6 separate regions of the Sus scrofa genome follow, and all the other regions are linked to region 6. Evidence: chromatin contacts called from public Hi-C and promoter capture Hi-C data. All regions are on one chromosome and are shown on one strand. Each heading gives the region's core, a stretch centred on a gene start, on an enhancer-like site or on the middle of the called end of the contact. The rest is flanking DNA. Distances are from core to core; before and after follow the strand shown.

Region 1 (2,712 bases), core at 90-2,589, 350 kb after region 6:
GTAAGACTATCAGGACTGCTGTCCCCCATCCCCCGCCACCAATACTAGTATTTAACTAAAAGCATTTGATGTCTTCACCCAATTGTCACCATTTGGAGCCAAAATGGAGGAGAATTTGGGAGAGAGAAGAACACACTTAAAAGCAGGAACTGTTAAATAATCTTTTGTGGGTTTTTTAATTTCAACTCCTAGAAACCCCACATGCCACAATTAAAAGTGTGTGGTCTAAAGTTTGGGATTTTTAAGCACCCCAGTAGGCCAGTAGGACAGAAATGTTTAATCCAGAGCAACTTGTCTGTTCCCTTGAACAAAACTGTATAGATAACAGTCTCCTGTTTTTTTCCCAGAGTGTTTGCATGCTGAAAGAGCAGAGAACAAGCAAAGGAGAAACTTTCAAAGAATCTTTCTTGTACTCTTTAGCCAAACCTCTTGTGTTCTGAGACAGTCCACAGAAATTGTCAAATATGTTTAGAGTACGTCTATATGTTAGAGGAAGAATGAAGACAGATGATGAAAACTACATAAAATAGATATGGAGGAGTTCCCTTTTGGCTAGGGGGTTAAGAACCTGACTAGTATCCATGAGGATGTGGGTTTGATCGCTGGCCTCGCTCAGTGGGTTAAGAATCCAGCATTGTCTCGAGCTGCAGCGGAGGTCACGGACGAGGCTCAGATCTGTCATTGCTGTGGCTGTGGTGTAGGCTGGCAGCTACAGCTCTAATTAGACCCCCAGCCTGGGAACTTCCATATGCCGCAGGTGCAGCCTTAAAAAGAAAAAAAAAAAAGGAATAAGAAGAAATGGAGTTGGCCATCTTTTTAAAGACTCCCTTTGGCACAAATAGCACGTATTCCAAACACTGTCTTTGTCTTTGGATGTAGAATATCTTTTTTAGCAGGTTCCAGTCTTTTTGATCCATGGTTGTGTTAGTCATGATTTCGGTGTCCTGTGGGAGGAGGTGAGCTCAAGGTCCTTCTAGTCCGCTGTCTTGTTTTGTCCTCCCAAAACCTCCCGGGAAGGGATGCCATTCCCAGGAACCACATTGATAGAGGGCAAGTAACTTGACACCTATGTTGACCCAAACAAAGCAAAGCCAGTATCTCTTCAGTTTCCAGACTGTGTGCATCTGTCAAGCGATAACTGCAAAGCCGGTTTTTTCTGCTCTCAGCTTGTAGGCCAGTTTCCAGATGCTGAAACCCGGGGTCGCTGAAAGGGGAAAGCAAAGTACTTCAATGCAAAAAAAAAAAAAAAAAAAAAAAAAATGAACGGCAACATCACGCTTGTGCAACTCAGCTCGCATAAAATATGAATGTAGCTGAGGTTAGCGAGTCTCCAGAGGAATCTGGAGGGGTGAGCTTACCACAGAAAAATGCAGGCTCCAGCTTGAAATGCCTATAAAACTAACCGAAACCAAAAAAAGTACTTTTTTTTTTTAAACATACCAGGAAGAGTCACCATCAGACAATTGATGTCCATCAAAACTCACACTGGCTGTGATGCTTTCCTGACAGCTGCTACAGAAGGGTTGTCACCTTATTTCTTTGCTGACAAATCAAACAGGGGAGGGAGGGAATTAACACGTCAAAAAGAAGCGATGAGATTTTAGCAGGAGAAAAACATGCCGGCAGTGGTCATTCAAGGAACTTAACTACGAGCATTGACCATGTTTTGGTGCCGTTGTTGTTTTAGTTGCTTCAATCAGAGTTTTCAGGGAGGAGCTCCCATTGTGACTCAACGGGTTAAGAACCTGACTAGCATCCATGAGGATGCTGGTTTGATCCCTGGCCTCACTCAGCAGATTAAAGGGTCTGGCTTTCCTGAGGGCTGAGGTGTAGGTCACAGATGTGAATCAGATCCTGCGTTGCTGTGGCTGTGGTGTAGGCCGGAAGCTGCAGCTCTGACTCGACCCCTAGTCTGGGAACTTCCATATGCCACTGGTGTGGCCATTAAAAAAAGTAATTAATTAATTTAAAAAAAAGATTTGGGGGCATTCCCATCATGGCTCAGTGGTTAACGAATCCAACTAGGAACCATGAGGTTGTGGGTTCGATCCCTGGCCTTGCTCAGTGGGTTAAGGAGCAGACATGGTGTGGCTGTGGTGTAGGCAGGCAGTTGCAGCTCTAATTTGACCCCTTGTCTGGGTGGGAACTTCCATATGCTATGGGTGAGGCCCTAAAAAGAAGAAAATAAAAAATCATAGTTTCTCATGCATGAATTAAAAAAGCAGATGACTGATTGAAACTCATGTTCCAATATATTTTTTTTTCATTTTTAGGGCCACACCCACAGCATATGGGAGTTCCCAGGCTAGGGGCTGAGTCAGAGCTATAGCTCCACAGCTCACGGCAACACCAGATCCTTAACCCACTAAGCGAGGCCAGGGATCAAACCCTTGTCCTCATGGATACTAGTTGGATTTGTGGCTGTGGAGCCATTAGAGGAACTCCCTGTTCCAATAGACTGTTAGCCAGAGGTGCAGATGAGAGGCAAAGCTACTTGGCCAATTTTTCTCTGGAATAGACTAAGCCAGGTCTTCCACGTGACCAAGCAAGGGACAAGTGTGTGAGCCAATCGAATATAGGAGCCAAGCAAGGCTTTGTTTCAGCGAGGCCCCAATCTCCTTACAGGAGAAAGAAATTAGAATGAAATTAGGACCAAGCTGTCTAACTCATACTATGTAAAGACAAAGTTAACTACGAAACAGTCACCAAAGA
Region 2 (3,135 bases), core at 160-2,659, 340 kb before region 6:
GCCAAACCAGAGGCATATGGAGGTTCCCAGGCTAGGGGTCAAATCAGAGCTGTAGCCTCCGGCCTATGCCATAGCAATCCCAGGTGTGAGCCGAGTCTGTGACCTCCACCACAGCTCATGGCAACACCAGACCCTTAACCCGCTGAATGAGGCCAGGGATCGAACCTGTGTTCTCATGGAAACTTGTCAGGTTCGTTATCACTGAGCCACAACGGGAACTCCCTCCCATACCGTCTTCTGACAAAAGCCATCACTTTCTCTGTGTATCAAATCCTCCTTCTAAAAAAGGAGAACACCTAAAGCCAATTCGAATTTGAAAAGAGACTTCAACCCAGAGGCCATGTACTGTCTTTGATGCTTAGCTTTGCCATTTCCATTGAGAAGGCTCCTCAAGGTTTTGTTAGGATCCATCCTCAGATGTTTCTATATTGCCTAGTCCCCAGCCTTTGGCCCTCCTCAAAATGGGCTGGCTATCTGTTTGTTGTTGTTGTTGTTGTTGTTTGTTTGTTTGTTTTTGTCTTTTAGGGCCAAACCTTCGGCATATGGAATCTTCCAAGCTAGGAGTCAAATCAGAGCTGCCTCTGCTGGCCTACACCACAGCTCATGGCAATGCCGGATCCTTAACCCACGGAGCAGAGCCAGGGATCAAACCTGCAACCTCATGGAACTAGTCGGGTTCATTACCACTGAGCCACAATGGGAACTCCGCTGGCTCCCTATGGAGGGCCATGAAGCAGGGCTCGTATCTGTGACTTCTGGAGGAAATGTCACTGAGGGTCCTTTACTACCCAAGTCCTGTCGATGTGGAAGGATCTTAGCCCTTCCCATTGTAGCATCCGCAATAACAGCTGCTTTGTGTTTTCTGCTCAGATTCAGCTGAGGCTCATCGGAAATCAGATCTGATGAGGGCCCTCGTTCTGATGACTAGGCTAACCTCATCCGATCGGATTTCCAGTTAGTCAAGCTGGTGGCTGAGTCCTTTGTCCTGTTGTTTCCTTGAGACCAATTTGGAACTTCATGAATAATCCATGGGTATTAACCAGCTGCACACATACGGGCATTTCCACTGCGTCTTTGCCGTGGAATTTTAGATGGTTCCGATGTCATCCGTAAGCAATCAGGAAGAGCCAGGCTCTGACTGAAACTATCTAGAGAACTTTGAGGGTCCTTTCAAGTTTCCAAAGGGAAGGCATAAGTGGTCATAGCAGGGATATTTCCCCTGGAGAGTCTTTAACGTCATAGTTGGCAGCTGTATTACAGGGACGAAAAGCATATGAAGATATTTCCCCAGTTATTTGAAACAAAACTTTATGCCAGCTTCTTTTGGTTCTGCTGGTTTCTGTTGTTGCCTTAATCACCAAGTGGTGTGGGTTAAAACAAAAGCCATAATTAAATCGAAGCCAGTTTAGGGGGAAAAATTGGGCAACTCTTTGCTTAAACAGAAGCAGGTGGTGTTGGAATGCTCAGTGGAAGTGAGCTGTGAGGAGGGAAGGCAGATTTTTTTTTTTTCTCATTGAAAACAGTTAAAAATACTTGCGGTCTTTTGTGCCAGGCTGTGGTTGAGATATATACATATACACCTTAATTATATATAGATATGTATGTATTATGTATATACACACATTTATATATATATGAACCTGAGATAGATAGCTATCCATCTCAGTTTCAGAAAAACTGTGATGAAAATGCAATACAGTTTTAATTAGAGAGGGATCTTTTGTGGTAAGAGAGGGTGGAATTTGCTTCTGTGTCTGTGTGTGAGAGAGAGAGAGGGAGAGGGGGAGGCGGAGAGGAAGAGTTTATTTTAAGCGTTGTTGTAAATACAGTTGTTATATTCCAATTAGAAATGTGATTTCATTCCTACTCCATTCAGAAACTCATCTGCGCTGTAAAGAATGCCCATGATTTATGTAGCAAATTTTCACAATGGAAAAGAGGTTGGATGGAAGAAGCTGGCCACCACCTCATTGGCTGCCTGGGATGGGAGCGCTGATCTGGTTGACAAAGTAGGAATCCTATTCTTCCCTAATTGTTCTAGGATTTTCCTTCCTGTGTCTATGTGTTCGCTCCATGGAACGTTCTCACCGGGGTAACAGGTCTCCAGGCACATGAAGAGGAGCCATAACCCAACTGTGAAATGCCCATTTCCCTCAGATATTGCTGCAAGATAAAACACATGATGCCCAGATAAGTTCGAGTCACAGATAAATAATTGATACTTTTTCATTGTAAGTATAACCTAAGAAATATTTGAGGCTAAAAAATTTTTTTTTGGTCTTTTTAGGGCCGCACCCGTGGCATATGGTGGTTCCCATGTTATGGGTTGAATCGGAGCTGCAGCTGCCAGCCTACTCCACGGCCACAGCAACACTGGATCTGAGCCACATTGGTGCCCTAACTGCAGCTCATGGCAACACTGGATTCTTAACCCACTGAGCAAGATCAGAGATCGAACCCGCATCCTCATGGATCCTAGCTGTGTTCTTAACCTGGTGAGACACAGTGGGAACTCCCTGTCATTGGTACTTTTGACTTCATTAAATTCACAAGGATACCTGGATTTTTTATAGCTTCCACTTCTTTTTTTTTTCTATTTTATTTATTTATTTTTGCTTTTTAGGGCTGCACCTGTGGCATATGGAGGTCCCCAGGCTAGGGGTCCAATAGGAGCTACAGCTGCTGGCCTACACCACAGCGACAGCAACATCAGATCCAAGCCGAATCTGCCCCCTACGCCGCAGCTCACGGCAATGCTGGGTCCTTAACCCACTGATGGAGGCCAAGGATGGAACCCACAACCCCATGGTTCCTAGTCGGATTCATTTCCTCTGTGCCATGATGGGAACTCCTGTTTCTTTTATTTTAAATGATTTTTATTTCTTTCCATTACAGCTGGTTTACAGTGTTCTGCCAATTTTCTACTGTACAACAAAGTGACCCAATCTCACTCACACACACACACACACACACACACACACACACACACACACACACATTCTTTTTCTCACATTATCCTCCATCATGCTCCATCATAAGTGACTAGATATGGTTCCCAGTGTATAGCTCCCACTTCTTCATTGACGTAGAGGTGGGTTTCATGATTTCTACTTAAAAAAGGATAATTGGCCAGCC
Region 3 (3,085 bases), core at 245-2,744, 390 kb before region 6:
GCAGTGGACCATCAAACACAGAAATTGTGAGCTTTATATATTCATTCATTCATTCATTCTTCTGAGTGCCTAGCACAGTGCCCAGCAGGCAGAAGTCAATCAATATGTGTGTGTGTGCGCGTGAGAGAAAGAGAGAGTGACTGAGAGAAAATAATACATAATATCCTTTTTGAAAAATGTGCCAAAGGTGTGTGAAGTTGTTTTATTTTGTTTTGTTGAAGCATAGCTGATTTTACAGTTGTGTTAGTTTCTGGTGTATAGCAAAGTGAGTCAGTTTAATATATATATTCTTTTTCAGATTCATTTACATTATAGTTTATTACAAGTTATTGAATGTTGTTCCCTGTGTTATTACAGTGGGTCCTTGTTTTTCATCTGTTTTATATGTAATAGTTTGTATCTGCTAATCCCAAACTCCTAGTTTATGCCTCCCCCCTTCCTTTTTGATAACCATAAGCTTATTTTCTATGTCTGTGAGTCTGTTTCAGTTTTGTAAATAAGTTCATTTCCAGCATTTGATTACATATATTAATGTGATATTATATGATATTCATCTTTCTCTGACTTCACGTAATATGATAAGTATTAAGTACGTACATCCATGTTGCTGCAAATGGCATTAGTTCATTCTTTTTTATGGCTGAGTAATATTCATGTATATCTCACATCTTCTTTATCCATTCATCTGTCAATGGACATTTAGGTTGCTTTCATGTCCTGGTTATCGTAAACAGTGCTGCTGTGAACACCAGGGTGCATCTTTTTGAATTAGAATTTTGTCTAGCTCTATGCCCAGGAGTGGGATTGCTAAATCAGATGACCACTCTATTTTTAGTTTTTTAAGGAACCTCCATACTGCTCTCCATTGCGGCTGCACTAATTTACATTCCTGCCAACAGTATAGGAGGGAGGGTTCCCTTTTGTGAGAAGTTTTTAATGCCCCAAAACATTAATCCCAAGGCTTAATGCCAGGCACAATTTTAAATGCTTTACCTTATTGGCACGTTTAATCCTCATAATAGTCCCTAGAGGAGCTTTTCATTGTCCATGAACGAACTGGATGCACGTGAAGGTGGAGGGAATTGTCCATGTCAGTGAACGGCAGAGCTAAGGTTTGAACCCAGGCATCCTGTGGTCAGAGATTGTGCCTGTCACCATGATCCTGCCTTGCCTCTCAAGTTGTGATGCTGCCAAAGTTCTTAGGTCCCCGGGAGGAACATGATATAAAGTGCATTTCATTAAAAAAAAAAAAAAGATAGCCTCTTTGTTCCAAGTCTGTTCCAGGCTCAAGTGAATGTTTGACATTTGGTGTAAGAGTTAGTAAGTGGGATCCATCAAGGTACATACGAGTGTACTGGAGTCTTTTCTCTGCTGATTTCCTATCTCATAGTTCATGTTGCATGTAAAATACCTCTGGAGTTCTTTGCCCTCAAAAGTCCACACAAAGGGCCCATGTTTTAATGACGTCAAGTGATCAATCTTTGTACGGTAGTCTTATCACAAGTGTTACAAAACTATTTTTCCTGTGTTTTGAGTAGCTATCGAGACAGTTCCAGAGCCACAGCTAATTCCCATTTCTATGACGCTTCCTTAGCCTATGGTGGGTGTTCACGTCTAGACAGTCTGACCATAAAACTAAACTGGAAGATAAAGGACTGTGAACCTGGATCATGGATTTGGTTCCCAAAGCACCCCCGTAGTGTTCTTTCTTCTTTGTAATTTTCAATTGTGTTCATTAATTATGAAAGTAATACATAACTGTTGTCACAACTGAACTAATGTGAAGATATGTAAAAAACAGTACTTCCTCAACACACATGCACACGCATGCACACGCACACACACCTATACACACACACAATAGTAACAGCCAAATATTTATTTTTATATTTATCTTTCACATTTTCCCTATCTTAGTGAAAACATATACAAACGTAGATACATATATTGTTAAACACAGTAGTGTGCATTTTAAAAAAATTAACAGACTTCATTTCTAAAATGCAGTTTTAGGTTCACAACAAAATTGATTGGCAGGTGCATAGCGTTGCCATAAATCCCCTGCCTCTGCACAGCATAGATTCCCTACACAGAGTGGTACCATGGTTACAATCGTTACAATCGATGGCTACATCGCAGGCTACATGCAATGCATTTTTTTTTAATGTAACAATATATGATGTTCCCAATATTTGACTATTTTGATCCGTAAGATTGGTAATTTCACACAGTTCAAAATAATAGCAGGTCCATTGATAGAGATTTCAAAATATAGGGGTGTGTGTGTGTATTTTTTTTTTCTTTTTAAGGCTGCACCTGTGGCATATGGAAATTCCCAGGCTAGGGGTAGAACTGGAGCTGCAGCTGCCAGCCTATACCACAGCCACAGCAACACCAGATCTGAGCCGCCTCTGTGACCTATGCTGCAGCTTTCAGTAATGTTGGTTCCTTAACCCACTGAGTGGGACCAAGAGTTGAACCCACATCCTCATGGATACTAGTTGGGTTTGTTTCCACTGAACCACAATGGGAACTCCCTCAAAATAATTTAAAATAAATGCACAGATGCACAAAATTCTATCATGGTTATTTAACCATTTCCTTAGGGACAGTCAGATTGTTTCCAGTTTTGGGGAGCACAAGGCTTCAGTAATCATCCTTCACCATCTCTCTTTTTAAAAGAATAATTGTTCACAGCTCTATTCCATTTTCTCAGAACGTAACTTGGCACATGGAAAGTGTTCTCTAAACATTTGTTGAATGACTAAGCGAGTGAAGGGGCTCTGATGCTGTCTTGCCAGCTGCGTGGATCTTAGGCTGCTCATTTGCTTTGCTAACTTGCCAGTGGGTGGGACCATGGGTTCGGCACAGCCCTTCTTATTCTTTCTGCGTCCTCCTGCCATTCACTTCTACCTGTGGCAGCCAGTCAGTGTTTCTTATCACACTCACAGCTTCTTTTGTATTTCCTTTAAAAAACAGCTTTGTTGAGATAGAGTTCATATATCATACAGTTCACTCTATTTGAAGTAAAGGATTCTGTGGGTTTTCCACATGTCCACAAGTATGTGTAACCATTAGCACACTT
Region 4 (2,882 bases), core at 37-2,536, 490 kb before region 6:
AAGAAGGTATCAAACTATTATAGGATATCATGCCAAGTACACAAAATACCACAGTTATTGCAAGATGCTCAAAAGCCTGTAAGAAAACTCTTCTTTTCCTAATTTCCGTCACATTCCAATAGTCAGTGCATTATGCTAGAAGTCAGGAGGCTTAATACCATAATATTCTTCATGAAATTAGTACTCGTTCTTTAACATAAAGATTAAATCTATGAGTCTGTCTTAAAAATTGGAGAATAAAAACACTGTCACTCATGACAAGCTGGTTGACTTTTTACCCATATAACTAAGGCTCTTCTTACAAAACAAAACAAAAAACAAACTTCACCCTAAGCCTATACTTTAGAGAACTCCCCAAACGGTCTTTTAAAAACAAGCTGACAATTATTTTTAAGTGTTATACAAAGTAACCGAAACTTTGTGAAGTAGTACATCTTATCGCCACTTTTCCATCCCTTCTCGGTATCCCGGGGCCTCCGCTCCGCTCACCACTGTTCAGAAGGCCCGACTTCTATAGCTTGGGCTTCGGAGGGGCTGGGCTCCCGACCAAGGCTCCGCTCTGGTCAGAGGGGCTGGCTTTCCGACCGATGGACAAGTCCAGCTAACCTGCCCAGTCCTCATCCTCAACTCCAAACAAGTTTGGTTTTGTCACGAACAGAAATTCTCCCTCTTCGATCCCCATGTGACAGCCCCACCTCCGATCTGCCTCAGTTTCCACTCTTCGGGTCGGAGGCGGAGAAATAGGAGGCGTCTCCGCACTCCTGGCCACGAAGCCACCGCGGGGACCAGGAAGCAGGAAGTGACCTGCCTCCTCGATAGGGTTCCGGGGTCCCCCCGGCAAAACAGGGGGCCGGGAGCGAGTGCCTCCACCGAGATTCCTGCTTCTCTAGTCCCCGTAGGGTCTGACACAAAGTGAAGATGCGGACTCCAGCCCGAGAGCTCAGTCCCCACCGGCCCGGGGGCTCCCGGGTCCTCACAACTAGGGCGAGGAGGACGGCAGAGGATGAAGCCAACGTATCTCCCCTCCTGGGCCCGCCCGCTACTCCGGAGACCCGAGAACCCACCGGAGACCCACCCCAGACGCGAAACTGAGAAAGACACAGGCGAAAAGGCGCCCGGGAGCACTCACCACCTCCGCCGCGGTCCCCCGCCTCTTCCTGTCCCGACCAGGCTCCCTCTCCGTGTTTTCCTTCAGCCCCACTTCCGGCGCTCAGCGCTGTCTCATTGTGCGCGATTGGGAGCCGGCCTTGCCTCCGCCCGAGCGCTCAGCCGCGCACGCCGGAAACGCCCGCCGCCCCGCCCCTCTTGCTTCCGCCGCCGCCGCAGCCTCCTGCGCGCAGGCGCTTTCCGGGTGGGACGTCGGGTCGTGTTCTGACAGCTAGCACTCCACTCTTGTTTGCTGCGTGCGTTCGTCGCTTGGCCCGCTTGCTGTTCTCGCAAAAGCGCGGGGCAGAGGAGAGAAAGAAGCCTCTCGTTCTCCGAGAGAGACGCAGAGGCCGCAGTCAGGGCCTGGATATACTCGGAGGCTCGGCTTCTCCTCTGGGTGCTCCTTGTTGCTTCCAGGGAAAGTTTAGTCTGGATCTGAGGCCTCGTGGCGCTCTTCCTGGTTTTTCAATTTTGGTAATTCGAGGGAATGAATGTCTCAGTGAGGTCTTAATTGCCGACCCTCTAGAAACGCCAGCGTTTAAGCTTCCACTGTACACCCAGATCTCAGTGTGTTCAAGGGAAATGCTGTGCTTTTTTCTTAGTCCTCAGATTAACTTCTCTTAAAAACAAAACCGTGTTTTGAAGAAAATGTATAATCGCAAAGGATAACCAAGGACGGTCATACTAGAATTTTTGAACAGAGAATTTTTTAAATGAAACTAGCAAACGACCTGGGTGGGTTTTTTCCCCCCTCTTTTTGTTTTGACTGTTACCGTCAATGCTATCTGCCTTGTTCTAAATACTTCGAAAGCCTCGAGCAACTAATAAAATTAGAGCGTTGAAAAAATGTGACAGCTTTGATTTCTCTGCTTTTTAAGAGCATTCAAATTTAAATCCATGAGATTCTGGAGGGATAATGGTCTTAAAAGGAGCACATTAATACTGGCTGTTGCCAAGGCACTGTTCTGACAGCTTTACAAGTAATTACTCACTTAATCCGCACAACAACTCCTCTAGAATATCATTATCCTCACTTTAAAGGTGGAGAAATAGAGTTTGTGGTGAAGTAAATGGCACCGCTGGAATCCAAACCCTAATGAAGCAGAGTCTCTTCTTAACCACTGTCTATACTAAAGGTAATTTAAAACAGGTAGGTACAACTTCTGTATAATGCCTTATCTAGATGCTTTGGTTCTGAATATACGTGACAATCAAGCCAATCTTTTCAACAGGCTGACAGTGGTGTTTTTATAGAGTCCAAAAAGCGTGATGATACATGATTACATTTATTATATGCAATACTAATGCTACCACACCCAGTCAGGGAATACTGTATGGAAGAACTGGTTCAGGAAACATCAGCCTCAAGTGTCTAGAATTTTAGAGTAGCAGTTGATAATGCTTTTTAAGGCTTTAATATTTTTTATTTGCGTTTTCTTCAGTGTGTTTCCCAAAGCCTAACTTCTATTCAGAATGTGCTTTTAAGATTCCCCTTGAGGCTAAATGAGGCTCTGTAAAACAAGACACAGTGCTAATCAAAAGATATTGACAGATAAAATATCTCTTTTTGTCCGTATTGTACTGTAATGGGAACTTAAATTGGTCACAGGGATCTGTAAAATCCAGTGGAAACATTTGGTTTGATGCTTTATTTGGATGTCATTGGAGGGACGACTCAGTTTCTCAGAATCTTTGTGGTGATTGCTCTACAGTCCAGAGGTATTTCCAAAAACTAG
Region 5 (3,094 bases), core at 315-2,814, 410 kb after region 6:
AAACCTGCAACATCGTGGTTCTTAGTCGGATTCGTTTCTGCTGCACCATGACGGGAACTCCCAGACAGTCTCTTTATTTTAACATAGTCAGATGTCCTTTTATGTGTTTTTCTTGTAAGGCCTGAACATAAAGCAGGGCCTTAGCCACCCCCCAAACCCCAAACAAGGGAAGCTCGGGGTTTGTCTGGAAAAACAGACCAATCTCCTGTCTGACCCTTAATAGTAAGAGGACCCCAAAATCCCATAGGGACAGTTTCTTCACCTGTAAAAAAGTGCCCAGAACCATGCACTTTTCCCAGATTCTCCCCAGTCATTGACATAAAGACAGGGGTGGGAATTGGGGTTCCCCTGTTTTCCTGCACTGACCTCCCCACCCGCTTTCTAAGGGTCTAAATCAAACCCCTTATCCCCTCACCTCCCACATTATTTTGAAACCAAATTCAATTAACCTTGAGCTCAGGAGTTCCCATCGTGGCTCAGCCGGTTAAGAACCCGACTAGTGTTCATGAGAACGCGGGTCTGATCCCTGGCCTCGCTCAGTGGGTTAAGGATGCGGCGTTGCCAGGAGCTGTGGTGTAGGTCACAGATGCAGCTCAGATTCCGCGTTGCTGTGGCTGTGGCGTAGACCTGCAGCTACAGCTCTGATTTGATCCCTAGCCTGGGAACCTCCATATGCTGTGGGTGCGGCCCTCAAAAGACAAATAAATAAATAATGAAATAAACAAGGTTGAGTTCAAAAAAAAAAACAAAAAACATGGTTTCAGGACAACCAAGGACTTTAAAGTTTCTGACCTTGCCTCGGGCCGTGTGACAAGTACACTAGAGTGGCCCCCGGGGGGTAATTTTGTAGACAGTCTCGGCTCTCTGCTGTGCTCTCCAATCCCCTCTGTGTGCTTGTGGCTGCACCAACCCTGCTCCTGGGGCCTTCGCTCACTCCCCAGAACCCCAGTTCCTTTGGAACTTATCAAGAGAGGTGGGTTCTCTAGGCATGATTCTCAGCTGAACCCCCATCCTCTCTGGGACCTGGCTGAAAGGGGGGCCCTGAAGCCCTACTCTCCTGGGCTCCCTTTGGCCTGGAACTCCTGTCTGGGTACTCAAGCTCTTCAGCCAAGTTAGGTCAAACTGGGATAAAAGACAGGTCACTCTCTTTGCACTATTCAGCCAGAAAGCCGAGCAGTTGACCACAACGCGAAGCCTGACCTTGAATTCCCATCGTGGGACCTCAGTTCAGCAGTAACGAACCCGACTAGTACCCATGAGGACTCGGGTTCGACCCCTGGCCTCGCTCAGCAGGTTAAAGGATCCTGCATTGCTGCAAGCTATGGTGTAGGTGGAAGACACAGCTTGGATCCTATGTTGCTGTGGCTGTGGCGCAGGCCAGCATCTGCAGCTCTGATTCCACCCCTGGCCTGGGAACCTCCCTATGCTGTGGGCGCATCCCTAAAAAGACAAAAAAAAAAAAAAAAAAAAAAAAAAAAAAAAAAAAACAGCACAGGAGAGGTTCCAGAAAGGCTTCTAAACAAACAACTGACAGATCCGGAAACAGGCAGATCTTCAACAGCCAGTGTCATTTTTTATAGCACCTTGAAGTTAAAATGATGTTTAATTATGTGAATGAATGAATTCCTGTTTTACAAGTGAGTCCCAAACATCGGTTTTATTCCCAAGTAACATTCAATGCGCTTTATAACAAACTTTTCACAGAACCAAGGAAAAGAAATGACTCACAATCATAATAAAGTTGGGTCCTCTCCCTTCCCTTGGCAAAGCAGATCGTCTCCGTAAGTCAGTTTTTCTAAATTACCGTGTGTGTGCGTATTTTTTCTTAGCCAAGAAAATAATCTCAAGAGAACACAGCTATGGGTCCCAGTGTCTCCAAGGACAACGGAACATGAGTCTCAGGTTCCGTGTTAGAAATTTTTTCTCAGAAGAGTCTTAAGAGATTTTTGCTGCTCTCTTTGGGGTTATGCATGATTCATTTGCTTTTTTCATCTCCCATATTTTGTGTGTTGACTATCGTGTGACCAAAATCCATTTTAAGTCAGGGGAAACTGGCTTAGCTGTTTAACTTTGGGGATTTCTCTATGAGACCTCTTTTATCACCAGGTAAATTAGGGCCCATGTATCATCAAAGCCAAGAAAACATGGCAAAGCCAGAGTATTTAAAAACAGCTGCAAAACTGGGAATTAAAAAGGGGGGGGGAGCAGAAAACTTTTAAAGACAGTCCAGGAAGATGAGGCAAGTTTGGAATTTTTTTTTTTTTTTTTTGTCTTTTTGCCTTTTCTAGGGCCGCTCCCGCGGAATATGGGGGTTCCCAGGCTAGGGGTCCAGTTGGAGCTGTAGCCACCGGCCTACACCACAGCCACAGCAATGCAGGATCTGAGACACATCTGCAACCAACACCACAGCTCGCAGCAATGCCGTATCCTTAACCCACTGAGCAAGGCCAGGGATCGAACCTGCAACCTCAAGGCTCCTAGTTGAATTCATTAACCACTGCGCCATGACAGGAACTCCTGGAAATGTTAATAAAATATGGAGAAGTGAAACCATAACGAAGTTCAATGTTGTACAACACAACGTGTTTTTCTCTGAAACTGCATTTCTTCTTTTTGCTTGTTGGTTTTTGGGGTTTCGGTTTTTTTGTTTTTTTTTGGTCTCACCCACGGCATGTATAAGTTCCTGGGCCAGGGATAAGACCCGAGCCACAGCAACGACACAGGCTGCTGCTGTGTTAACGCCAGATCCATAACCCACCGCACCCGCCATAACAGTATTCCTGAAACGGCATTCCTTTGGTTTGTTTGTTTGGGATTTATTTTTGGCTGTGCCTGCAGCATGTGGAAGTTCCCAGGCCAGGGATCAAACTCCCACCACAGCAGCCATCCAGGCCAGTGCAGTGACAACACCAGATCCTTAACCTGCTGCACCATAAGAGAACTCCTAAAACTGCATTTCTGATGCTCATATGCACGTCATCTGGGTCAAAACGTCCTGCTACTCTCCCCATTGTTATCCATAAAGACTTTTCCCAAAGTTCCCAATATTAAGATATATTTAGGAGTTCCTGTTGTGGCTCAGCAGTAATGAACC
Region 6 (3,011 bases), core at 172-2,671:
CTACGGTTCTGTTCCCCCCCGCGCCGCCGCCCCCCCAAGCCCGTTTCATCCCGGGCGTCCTGAGCTCAAACTAGGAGGGTTTCTGCAAGGAGTTTCTGGAGCCTGGAATGCGGGACAGGGAGGATGTCCAAAAAGTCCTGCGCGGGAGAGGAGGCGGGGGTCGTGCAAGAGTCGGGTGGGTGGGGGAGCCCGACTAGGCAGAATCTACCTAGAGAGCGTCCCCAACCACCCACCCTGTCCCCGAGCCACAGGTGTCCCGGCGCCCGCCCTCCCGCGGGCTAAAAGAGCAGCGGGAGCAGCAGCAGCAGCAGCAGCAAGATGGAGGCAAGCTGGGTCCAGACGCCTCGGGGCGCCGAGCGGCAGCCGCCGCTGCTGCTCCTGCGCCCGGACCCGTAGGGCAGGTCGCCGCGGCCGCCTGCCGCAGCAGCGCCGCCGCCCGGGCGCGGCGGGTGCGGGACGCCGTCGTCGTCGTCCAGCGGCTGCTCCCCGCCCGCGCCCCCAGCGCGCTGTTCGTCGTCATACTCCTCATCGTAGTAGTCGTCCAGGCCCCCGTCCGAGCCGCTACTGCCCGGGCCGTTGCCCAGCTCGGCGCCGAAGCACAGGCGGGCCATGTTCTCCTTGACCGACTCGCAGATGGGCCGCTCCAGGCCGTCGCACACACAGTCATTGAGCAGCGCCGCCTTGGGCACGGCCAGCATATCCTCGATGACCGTGCGGCACTCGTCGGTGCAGCGCAGCCCGTTGAAGAGCTTGCCACAGTAAGTCAGGTAGCGACTGAGCGCCAGGTTGCAGCGGCTGTCGCGGTCGCAGCGCCGCCGGGCCTCGGTGCAGCCCATGACCCCGCCCGCGCCCGGGCCGCCCGCGCCGCCGCCGCTCGTCCGGGGCAGGCACGGCTCAATGGCGCGCTTGGTGGACTTGCAGTTCTCATCCTGCGCGCAATCACAGTCTTCCAAGGCGGGCCCGCGGCGCGTGTGGTTGAGCTGAATGAGGGCCGAGATGCAATGGCTCGGACAGCGCCAGCGCGACGAGAAGGAGGCGGCGGAGGCAGGGAAGGCGGCGGCTGCGGCGGTTCCCGGCGCGTCGCCCCCGCCGCGCTGCGCCAGCACCGGCGCGCACGCCTCGGCGTACTGGTTGTAGGCGTAGCTGCACTCCGGCTCCCCCTGGCACTGCAGCAGCGCCTGCCAGCAGATGAGGCGGCGGCCGTGCGCCAGCCCCGAGCTCCGCGGCGCCGAGCCCAGCAGCTGCAGCAGCGCCATCAGGCACAGCCAGGCGCCCGGCACGGTTCCCCCGCGGGCCCCGCCGCCGCCGCCCAGCAGCCCTGCCACCATCGCGGGCAGCGGCGGCCGCCGGGCGAGGAGCGGAAAGGAGACGAGGCGCGGGGAGCGTCGGACGCGGAGCCGGCGGAAAAGTTTGCCCCTGTCCTGCCAACTTCTTGCATGAGTGTTTTCATAAATCCATGCGCGCCGCCGGCTGGTGCCCCGCTGCTTGCAGAAGGTCGGCTCGCACTCGGGCTGCGGGGGCTTCCTAGAAGTGCACGGCCACTGAGGGCTCCTCCGGTCGGCCCCCGGCGGTGGCGGGAGGCGCTCACTGCCGTCCCGGGGGGCTGCGGGCCGCGGGGCCGCGGCGGGGCTGCGGGACCGCGCGGCGCCGCGGGTGCATTTTGCTCCGCGCCTGCAGATCCGTTGTGCGGCCGCGGCGGCTCCTTCCTCCCGGGCTCAGCGCCGCGCCGCCGCCGCCGCCGCCGCGGTCTCTCGCATCGCGCCGCTTCCTGGCTCGCGGCCGGGCGCTGCCCGCCTTCCCGCGGCCGGGCCGCCCGCGTCCCCTCCCCCTCCGCCCGCGGCGACCCCGGCCTCGGCCGAGCTCCGGGGAGCTCTTTCCGGGAGGCGCGAGGAGAACGAGAAACTTGGCGCGGCCAGAGAGCGGCTCCCGGGCTTGCCTCGGCGGCGGCTTCTCGGGTGACAAGGAGCCCGGGGAGCGGATCCGCTGAGCCGGGCTGCGGACTCGCTCGCAGCGAGGCTTTAAATACAAAAGTGGGCCGGGAGCCCCCGCGTGGTGCCGCGGTGCCCCCTCATTATGCATGCATGGAAAAGCAAACAAACAAAAACATTAGCAACGCTCCTCCGGCTCTCCGAGCTCCGGCCCCGCGCGCTCCGAGCCTGCCCGCTTTCTCCTTTCTCCACTCTCTTTCGCCCTTTGCTCGGCCCCCTTTCCCGGCTTTTCGAGATGCTATTGGTCCCGCCTGTTGTTGTTGAAACTTTTTTTTTTTTTTTTTTTTACGAGCCGCTGGAGTGGGGTTGCGGAGTGGGGGAGGGCGGGGAGGGTGGTGGGCAGCTCACATTCAGGCATTCAGGGCCTGAAAGGAACGGCTTAAGGAGCCTGACAGAGGCCCGGGAGCTCCTCCTACTCTTAAGGAGGCTCAGATATGGAGCCCTCTGCTCGCAGCACAGAACCAGCGGGCAGGGCTTGGGGGCAGCTGCTTGCATCCGGCTCGGCCATGGTCCTTTTTGTTTGGTTCATTATACTGTGTGAGTTTTTTTTTCTTGGGGGGGGGCACTTTTATTAATTCTCCCTGGTCCCAATCTGTGCTTTCTACTGGCTTCAGAGTTCAGTTTGTTTTTCGAGTTTCCCATCTTTGCCGATCATCAACGGGGGTGGGTGTGCCGGGACCGGGGGGTGGGGGGTGGGAGGGAACTCAGAATTTAATGTGGGACTTTGAAACTTGAAAAAATAAAATCCAAATGCACACAAGAGGCACACGCTTAATTAGGAGTACTGATGAGATATTTGCAACCCTCCCTCCACCCCTCCACTCCCCCGCAACCCGATCCCAGTTTACCGATCTGGCAGGTACGGTCCGGGGGCGAGGCATCCTTGTCAACTGCAAGACAGAAATCCAGTAAGGCAATTTATTTTTTTTAAGAATATAAATTTCTAACACAGACGGCGATGAAAAAAACAATCATAGTATTAAACATCTTTAGGAACGTTGAGCCGCGGTCACAACCTAGAAG

The links. Promoter capture Hi-C pulls out the DNA fragments that hold promoters and counts their contacts. Hi-C and Micro-C count contacts between places; a contact is called where the count stands out from the background.
Region 1: a promoter capture Hi-C map of fetal skeletal muscle shows a contact between it and region 6, with 5 times the contacts expected there. The contact joins the enhancer-like site here to the promoter of GAS1 in region 6. A contact is called at or near these places in 1 of 5 promoter capture datasets (fetal skeletal muscle), 7 of 47 Hi-C or Micro-C datasets (embryonic fibroblasts, fetal skeletal muscle, omental adipose tissue and 3 more) and 1 of 2 datasets of contacts at active chromatin or transcription factors (skeletal muscle).
Region 2: a contact with region 6 is called in a Hi-C map of omental adipose tissue, with 1.7 times the contacts expected there. The contact joins the enhancer-like site here to the promoter of GAS1 in region 6. A contact is called at or near these places in 1 of 5 promoter capture datasets (liver), 4 of 47 Hi-C or Micro-C datasets (embryonic fibroblasts, fibroblasts, heart right ventricle and 1 more) and 1 of 2 datasets of contacts at active chromatin or transcription factors (skeletal muscle).
Region 3: a promoter capture Hi-C map of liver shows a contact between it and region 6, with 10 times the contacts expected there. The contact joins the enhancer-like site here to the promoter of GAS1 in region 6. A contact is called at or near these places in 2 of 5 promoter capture datasets (fetal skeletal muscle and liver), 11 of 47 Hi-C or Micro-C datasets (embryonic fibroblasts, fetal skeletal muscle, fibroblasts and 4 more) and 1 of 2 datasets of contacts at active chromatin or transcription factors (skeletal muscle).
Region 4: a promoter capture Hi-C map of liver shows a contact between it and region 6, with 5 times the contacts expected there. The contact joins the promoter of ZCCHC6 here to the promoter of GAS1 in region 6. A contact is called at or near these places in 1 of 5 promoter capture datasets (liver) and 1 of 2 datasets of contacts at active chromatin or transcription factors (skeletal muscle).
Region 5: a contact with region 6 is called in a Hi-C map of omental adipose tissue, with 2.6 times the contacts expected there. The contact joins the enhancer-like site here to the promoter of GAS1 in region 6. A contact is called at or near these places in 3 of 5 promoter capture datasets (fetal skeletal muscle, liver and skeletal muscle), 18 of 47 Hi-C or Micro-C datasets (embryonic fibroblasts, epiblast stem cells, fetal heart ventricle and 11 more) and 1 of 2 datasets of contacts at active chromatin or transcription factors (skeletal muscle).

The regions. Positions count from the first base shown.
Region 1 is chr10:28,155,313-28,158,024 of Sscrofa11.1, reverse strand. No RefSeq gene overlaps it. Among named protein-coding and RNA genes, the nearest start is that of TRNAD-GUC, 68 kb to the left of the region's middle. Within about 2 kb of position 1,339, at least 20 of the 83 cell types and tissues checked have an H3K27ac peak or open chromatin away from gene starts, as enhancers often do. A contact at or near this core is called in embryonic fibroblasts, fetal skeletal muscle, omental adipose tissue and 1 more, where this site is marked.
Region 2 is chr10:28,851,210-28,854,344 of Sscrofa11.1, reverse strand. No RefSeq gene overlaps it. Among named protein-coding and RNA genes, the nearest start is that of ZCCHC6, 140 kb to the left of the region's middle. Within about 2 kb of position 1,409, at least 6 of the 83 cell types and tissues checked have an H3K27ac peak or open chromatin away from gene starts, as enhancers often do. A contact at or near this core is called in embryonic fibroblasts and omental adipose tissue, where this site is marked.
Region 3 is chr10:28,899,995-28,903,079 of Sscrofa11.1, reverse strand. No RefSeq gene overlaps it. Among named protein-coding and RNA genes, the nearest start is that of ZCCHC6, 94 kb to the left of the region's middle. Within about 2 kb of position 1,494, at least 1 of the 83 cell types and tissues checked has an H3K27ac peak or open chromatin away from gene starts, as enhancers often do. A contact at or near this core is called in liver, where this site is marked.
Region 4 is chr10:28,993,968-28,996,849 of Sscrofa11.1, reverse strand. It overlaps ZCCHC6 (terminal uridylyltransferase 7), which reads right to left and starts at 1,286. Exons shown (of 27, transcript XM_013989710.2): 1 at 1,130-1,286.
Region 5 is chr10:28,102,516-28,105,609 of Sscrofa11.1, reverse strand. No RefSeq gene overlaps it. Among named protein-coding and RNA genes, the nearest start is that of TRNAD-GUC, 120 kb to the left of the region's middle. Within about 2 kb of position 1,564, at least 8 of the 83 cell types and tissues checked have an H3K27ac peak or open chromatin away from gene starts, as enhancers often do. A contact at or near this core is called in omental adipose tissue and retroperitoneal adipose tissue, where this site is marked.
Region 6 is chr10:28,507,578-28,510,588 of Sscrofa11.1, reverse strand. It overlaps GAS1 (growth arrest-specific protein 1), which reads right to left and starts at 1,421. Exons shown (of 1, transcript XM_021064627.1): 1 at 1-1,421. The coding sequence starts at 1,328. The coding sequence ends at 279.